2 separate regions of the Anser cygnoides genome follow, and region 1 is linked to region 2. The links are chromatin contacts, called in public Hi-C maps. All regions are on one chromosome and are shown on one strand. The core of a region is the stretch at or near the end of the contact, and the rest is flanking DNA. Distances in the headings are between cores, read along the strand shown. Region 1 overlaps BBX (BBX high mobility group box domain containing). Region 2 holds the start of CD47 (CD47 molecule).

What was found. Hi-C and Micro-C count contacts between places; a contact is called where the count stands out from the background.
Region 1: a contact with region 2 is called in a Hi-C map of liver, with 3 times the contacts expected there. The contact joins the enhancer-like site here to the promoter of CD47 in region 2. A contact is called at or near these places in 2 of 7 Hi-C or Micro-C datasets (both in liver).

The regions. Positions count from the first base shown.
Region 1 is chr1:92,488,361-92,492,074 of Taihu_goose_T2T_genome, reverse strand. All of the region lies in intron 2 of BBX (BBX high mobility group box domain containing), which reads left to right. Among named protein-coding and RNA genes, the nearest start is that of BBX, 46 kb to the left of the region's middle. Within about 2 kb of position 1,999, at least 2 of the 3 cell types and tissues checked have open chromatin away from gene starts, as enhancers often do. A contact at or near this core is called in liver, where this site is marked.
Region 2 is chr1:92,348,871-92,352,769 of Taihu_goose_T2T_genome, reverse strand. It overlaps CD47 (CD47 molecule), which reads right to left and starts at 2,522. Exons shown (of 11, transcript XM_067002547.1): 1 at 2,139-2,522; 2 at 70-417. The coding sequence starts at 2,193.

The sequences.
Region 1 (3,714 bases), core at 750-3,249, 140 kb before region 2:
GGCAGCCAGCGGTCTTTCTCAGGCTCAGTTGCTGTGGCAGCAGCTGGAAGTCATAGGTTTAAAGTCATAGGTTTAGTTTCCAGAGAGGTGAACAGTTTGCAGCAGGGCTCTTGCAGCCTGAGGTAGGCTGCCACAGGTCCTGTGTTGAAGTGGAATACTGATGGCAGGCGGGTGACAAGTGCCTTGAATTTCTAAATCCTTCTTGTTTTTTCCCCAGCAAATGAAAAGGAGCAGCAAAGCAATCTTCAAATACAGTACTTGATACAAATACAGTACTTGATGCTTCTCTGAATGTAATGGCCATTACGTGAGTGATTGACAGATTATTTCAGTTTATCTCATGGTATATTGTGTATCAAGCACTTTCCTTAAAGTTGGCAGAGATCTGTAACACTTCAATTTCTAGCGTAATGCAGGGCAAGTCCCACAGATGTGATTGCACAAACAAAAAGTATTATTCCTTTAAAAAAAAAAAGGGTTCAAGAAGCATAACATTCTTCTGTGTACAAAACTTCTGTCATCCTTGGCATTCTGTTGATTATCTTTATTGCTAGAATGGTTAATAGATACTGAGTACAGTATTCTTTATATTGTATTTTTTCACAACAGCTGAATCTTACTCCAAATGCTTTACAAACCTGCCGATGGAAGAGTTAACAATATATTCATTGTTATGGAAGGAACAACTAAATTACAGTTATGCTATGGTGGAGACTCAAAGTACATCTTTTATTCCCCCCTTACAGATGTGTACATATACAGATTAGGCACAGTAAGGAAATCTTAACTGGGAGTTTGAGTTGTTTTGATTCCCCTTTTTCTTAGCCTTCTATATGCACAAAGAATGGAATTGGATATTTGAATGTTTCATTCAGAAAGCATGAAAGCTAGCAGTACCCATGTTCATTTGTTTTGTTTCTTGACAAGCTTTTAGAGAAAACTGTCATGTTTGATTAATACATTTAAAAATACATATAAGTAATAACTAGATATCTGTGGCCTTTTCCCCTCATCCCCACAAAAACTGTTTTAGTTGGCCACTCTGATAAGGTCTGTCACTGAACGATGACATAGCTTTGGGGAATGAAGGAACACGGCATGCTGTTCAGCAAATACAGTCTGCAAACACAGGTTAATGGTTAACTGTGCTTAAGTCTGGAAACCATCATATAGTAATTACAGCTAATTATGAGGTGATACAAGTGCATTGACATGTGATGTCCTCAGAACACACGGTAACTTTATAAAGGGCTGTTGGGAAAAGGATTTGGATACTACTGCATCTTTGTAGGACAGAAATGCAGTTCTTCGGTATAAAATCACCAAATAACCCTCATGGCAAAGCCTGGCATAAGCATGCAGGTCCATCTGCTTTAGTGAAAGTTTCATGTGCCTACCTCTAAAGAAAAACTAATCGATCAGCTCTTCAAGGTGTAACAATCCCTCCAGCTGTACAATAAATTATCGCCTCTGCTTGGCCCAGGAGCGCAGTGTAGAGCGGAGGTAGTCCCTGGTGGTGCAGTTTGGAGCTGTTCAGGAGCTCGTCCCTAGCATGCTCTATTTTGGCTTCTGTGTATGTCTTGGCTATGCACCAAGATGCAAAAATATCGAGCGCACTGTGCTCCCCTATGACTCTCCTCTTCTGGGGTAGCCTCTGTGAAATCAAGAGTTTTTATTGCAGATTTTCCTGCCTTTCTGCCTTCAAATAGGAGGCAGTGGCAGAACATAAAGCTGTCTTTCCGGATATTTTTTCAAGACTATAAATGAATCTGTTCTTCATCCCATGGTCTTTATCCTTTATATTGTAATAATTATGGGTTTGTACCTTTGGCTGAAAGTCACATGCTGCAAACAAATTTCAGCTCCTGTGACTGCTAGCACTTCTGCATGTAGCTGATCTCACCAGTGTTTCACAAGGTCAACAGGAGAGCTGTGATGAGTGAGGGCTCAAAGGCCACGGCTCTTAAATCTTGATCTGGAGGATTTTTACGTTTAGGCATAACTCTTCCACCAAACCTCCCTTATGTTGACCTCAGGGACTACTTGTGTGCTTGAAAGGAAGCCCAAATGCAAATGCTCATGAGTTGGTGACTGCAGAACTGGGAGGTGGGTATAAAAACACCACTGCAAAGCCTGGGGGCAGGAAAATTTACTCCACCCTATGGATTGGCCATCCAGATGGGCTGCCTGGCCTCCAGCTACTGCTCCAGAAGGGTGGGTGTCTTCTGGGGCCTGCTGGCACATCTGCCAGTCCCTGGGGGGGGTCTCCATCGCTTCTCATAGCACTGGAGGCCTGGCTTAGGCAACAGAACCCCATCCTGAGTAGCTTAACTCTGTGCCAGCGTATTGAAATCTTTACTGAACAGGCAACATTGGGATAAAAGTACTGCTTCATAGGGTTTAAAAAAGTAGCACTTCTGATGTTTATTAAAAAGGCATAATTACTTTGCGTTGTCATGACACTGCATCAGTCTCCCAAGGCATTCATGATTACCCTGGGTAGCTTTCTTTAATACACTGGGGATGCTCGCGGTGATGGAAGACGTGTTAAGGAAGAGGTGCAGAACTGATGGGTGGTAGGGGCTGAGCTGGTCTGTGTCTGCTATGCATGGAGGATAACGTTGTCTCGAGCCCACTCAGGTTGCTTCAATTCTCTGTCAGCCTTTTATTTGGTTGATAGTGTTGTTTAAGGAACAGCTCTGGTGTCTGTAAAAATGCCTTTTATGAGGAGGGGAAGAAGTACTCGTATAGATGTTTTATGTATTTCTGCAATCACAGAAATACTTACATCTCTGAATGCACAAAGCAATTAAGAATCCAAGACATCATCATTTCTTAAGAAAAAAAAAAATCATCCTTTGCAAGTTTGAGTTGTTTTCCAAGTGATTTGTAATTGACTGTTGTGGTGGAACTAATTTTGGACAACTAATCCTTTTACTTAATTTAATTACATCATAAAAGGCCACTCTTGCAGTGGATTTAAAGCCACTTTCTCTTGTACAATACACAAAAAATATGATTTGGCAGTGGAGAATAACAATCCCTAGCTGACACCTAATGCTCATTATTGCTGCATTACTGGGACTTTTCAGAAAGAATATCAGTGGTTTAGTTACCCTTGTTTTCCAAAAAGCTGGAATGGGGTGGAGGTTCAGGGATGGCAGCTAGATACTAGAACAGACAACATCTCTCAGTACCCCCAGTGCTGTGTCCAATCTTACATGGCCTCCTGATTTTTCCAGGAAAAGACAATTATGACCAGCAGCACTAAACTTAACAAACTTCTTAATTACAATCCAGAATTTGAGGAATACTGTCGAGTGGTACCTATTGAAAGTGTAAACCATCTTGAAGAATTTTTCTCCGTACAGATTGTTCCACAAAGGGATGGGCACCGCCACTGACCATCACCCAGAAAGATCCATTTTCATGGATACAAGTAGAAATTCTTTCAGGAAATCCGTAAGACCCTAAGTACCTGGCTTCCTGCAAGCGAAGTTTCTCTTTATCCACAGTGAGATGACGCTCCAGTCCCAGCACACCTGCTTTTTGTTGTACCCATATTTATGTGGAGGCTGCCTGGAAAATTGAGCTGTAGTTACCTCTTCTACGTAGTTTCAATTGACTTGAAGAGGAAGAAGGGGGTTGAAAATGTCACTGAAGGTGCAATTGGATGAAAATTATCGGAGAACACGGAGTGTAGCATATAAGTAA
Region 2 (3,899 bases), core at 1,273-3,772:
TATTTTATTCTTTCCCATAAGATCTTGCTTTTCTCTCCCAACAGGTTCTAAGACAAGCAGACAACTCACCCGTGACGGTTCTAAGATCAACTTTTGTTTCTCCTTCTCTGTTTAATTCTGTTACTTCACAACTGTAATTTCCATCTTCTGCTTCCGAACTTTTAAGTTTTAGAGAGGCAATGCCCTTAGATAAATCCTGCTGTGACAGCAAGTTAGCTGATGGAACCGTCTCATGCCTGTAAATACGCTGTTCTGCTCCATTAAAAGAAAAAAGTACTCTTCCTTGTTTTTTCCACGAAACAAAGATGTTACTTTCATGCTCCTTTAGATTAACCACGTGGCAAGGTAAAATGACAGTAGTATTACAGGCATCTCTTTCAACAAAATCTACTGTACTAAACACCAGCTGGGCAGAACCTAGGAAGAAAAAATGAGAATTGATACATTCAGACTTATTTCTTAATACAAAAAAAAAAGAAAGAAACAGAAGAAAAAATAATTATAACACACAACTTGGGAAAACAAGAACTCTCCTGCAAAATCATAAGAAAGCATCCTGTTCTAAGGGAGGAGCAAAAGAAGAAAAAAGGCATTATTATAATTCTATCACAGCCCTATTATACAGGCTTAGCCACTCCCACATGCATGTAACGTACAGATACCATAACCAGTCATAAATAAAAAATCGTAATAAGGCTTTGGGTTGCCATTTGGACACTTCCCCTAAAATGCCATACACAGAAATACTGCCTTAAGGCTTGGTTTCTGCAAAGCACGCGCATAACATTGACCACAAGCAGTGCCACTAATGTTCAAATTTTTCCTGCAGATCACACAGCTGTCTAGGAGTATAAGCACAGTGCCATCAGCTCCACGCAAGTCACAGCTCGTTAAGGTCACAGGGAGAAATTTCTACCTCTGCACTTCTGAAAGAAGAGAGGCAGAGCAGCTTAGTTTAAAAATAAAAAAAAGCTTATCACTTACTCCTCATCTCTGAAGGTGGAGCCAAATGCCTGCAGATTTAGAACAGTTTCATTTTTCTCTTCCTCCGCAATGAAGGAAGTGCACACAAAATAACATATTTAAACAATGTTTTACTAAGTGTTTGAGTATATAAAAGAACGGGATTGAAAATGGAGAATTTGTAACAATGAACTCACTTCCCGTATTGTAAACCACGGTGCTTAACGCACAAATGGTATTAAAAGCAAGTAATAAAAATAATCGTATGTTATGTTATTGCTGCTGGTTTTAACCTCTTTTCCAACACCGCAGCACCGTTCCAAAAGCGTACCACTGACCACTATTTAAGGAAGGCCTAAAGATTTTATCTGAAACAAAAAGCCATCCTCCAGTTCCTGAGAACATCAACAATTAGTAACATCAATACTAAAATCACACCAGGAGCTGGAAGAAGGAAGTCAATTAAACTCGTTCGACTGCAAAGTATGAAGCCTTTTAATTTCCTGTTTTTCATCACTCGTACAAACCGATGGCTTAGTTGACCAGTAATCCTAGCAGTGATCGTTCCCAAAATCCTCAGTGGCACTGGTGATTCAGAATGCTTGACATATTTGCCTGATAAAGACGGAAAGTGAGCAAAGGCCGGCGCGGTATGACGAGACCACGCCACTGCCACTCGGAGCGCGGGGCAGCCCCTGTGACTTCAGAGAACTGCTGACAGTCACGCCTGGAGGAGGTTGGAACCGGGGTATGGGTCTGGTGACTAAATTCAACAAGGGGAAGGGAAATTTCAGAAGAGTTGCGTCACTGGGGTAGCCCAGGTTTTTCGAAAGCAGCGGCCTTGGATCAAATTTAGAAAGCCTCCAGCACTGGAACTGTGCTGTTATATTTTCGTACGATCACCGGGTTACAACCGAACACCAAGGCTTATAATTAACTTATTAACCAGGTATCCCGCACGAGGGCACTTTGCGGGGGCAAGGTTTATTTTCAGGGCCCCTCGCGGCACTTTTAAAACCGCACCTCACAAAACCAACGGCACCCACAGCCCAGCAAGGGAACGCGCAGAAACTACTCCCCAGCCCCTCACAAGGATTACCCACACGCGCAATTAAAAGCTGCAGCGCTTCCCCAGCTCCCCCCCCCCCCCCCCCTCCCAGCCCCTCAAGACTCACCGTGGCGCAGGGCGCCGAGCAGCAACAGCAGCGGGCAGGCGGCCGGCAGCCACATGGCGGCGGGGACCCGAGCGGAGCGGAGCGGATCGGAGCGGAACTGCGCCTTCCTCCGCCGCTGGCCGCCGCAGCCGCCGGGGGGCGGGGCCAGGCGCGAGGCGGGGACACCCTCTGCCGACGCCGATTGGCCGCCCCCCCGCGGAGGGGGGGCGCTCTGCCGGCGCTGATTGGCTGCCGGAGCGCGAGGGCGGCCGTTGCGATCCCGTCGCGCGCCCCTAACGGTCGCCAACGGCCGCCGCCCTGCCGGCGGCGCCTCCCCGCCCCTGTGGGGAAGGGCAGGGCCGGCCGTCCTGTGGGCGGGGGGTGGGGGTGGGGGTGGGGGCGGCCGCCCCCGCGCTGCTTTCCGTCAGCGCCCGCGGCCGGGGCTCCTCTCCCAGGCCCGCACGCCTTGCACGAAGCGCGGGGGCTGCTCAAATGGCCGGGGCGGCGGGCGGACGGGCACCCGTCGAGGACACACGCGCAAATATGTACACGCATACACATCTGTTAAAGTCCCAAGGTTCAACAGGGGGTGGATCGGTGAGAACCAGGGCAGAAGCAAAACTCTCTGAGGAACTGAATTTCGTTAATGCCTCACACGCTCTTACAACATCTCCCTAGCCCTAACATCAGCACTGACTTGGAAGATCCACCCCCCTTCCCCTTTCTGACTCTCTTGAAGTGTTCCCCCAGCCCTCTTGAAGTGATTACCCGTGCCCTGCCTACTCTGTTTGTTTTCTCCCGAAATCCCATAAAGCGCGCAGACACCCTCCGGCACTCGACGTTAGTAAAAAGCCTTGAGCAGCGGGAGCCATCTGACTCCAGAACCGGTGGAGGGGGATGGCGCGAAGCAGCTGATCCCGCTCCTGCCAAAGTGACTCAGATGATGTTCTCTGGAGGCCTGAAGAAGCGGGCTCGAGTGGAAGCCAGCGGGGCAGGCGTGTCTGTTTGAGCTGTAGCTCTCGCATCTGTGCCCGGACCAAGTGCCAGGATGCTGCGAGCCGCAGGCAGGCGCTGGGGACAGTGACAGCTCTGTGGAGAGCCGCGCAGCATGTCGCCTGTCAGAAAGCTGTGGGGATGCTCTCCTCTTGCTGCAGAGAGCAGAAGGCTACAGCTGCAGCATGCGTCTGTTGCTAAGGTAGCGCGTAACGCACCCACGCTCGCCTCCGAGCAAAACAGAGCTCGCTGGAAATCTCATGCAGCCAGGAGTCTTGCGTGAGAGGGTGCTGCTTTAAGGCAGGTGCTGCCTCCTATACTACTGAGCTGGGTTTCACAAATCCCCCCAAAATAACTCTCCGTGCATGCAGTTTCCCTGGTTTTCTGGAGGGAGCTATGCCGTCTAGCTAGGTGTGCTCTGCTTGCTGCTGCTGAGAGAGGTCAGCGATGCCTCTCCTTGCTGAGAATTTCAGGAAACTGGATTATGCAGCACAAGGCAGCTCAGAGGCTCTGGATTCCTACTGAGAGAAATGTTAGGCAGTTCTGCTCTCCTTTCCAAGCTAGGTGTGCAAAGCAAACCCCGCATGCTCTAACAGCTTGCCACAGGAACACCTCGAAAGCTGTGAAAAGCCAGCCCCATCTCGAACTTGCGTAGTGGGCCCAAGTGCCCCTACAGCAATAATTCATGTATTTTGAAAACTGTGCATGAGTCCCTCATTTATGACTTGCGAGGCACAGTTTTCCTCTTTAAATTAGGCAGCTATTTTACTGCCATTACTAGGCACCAAT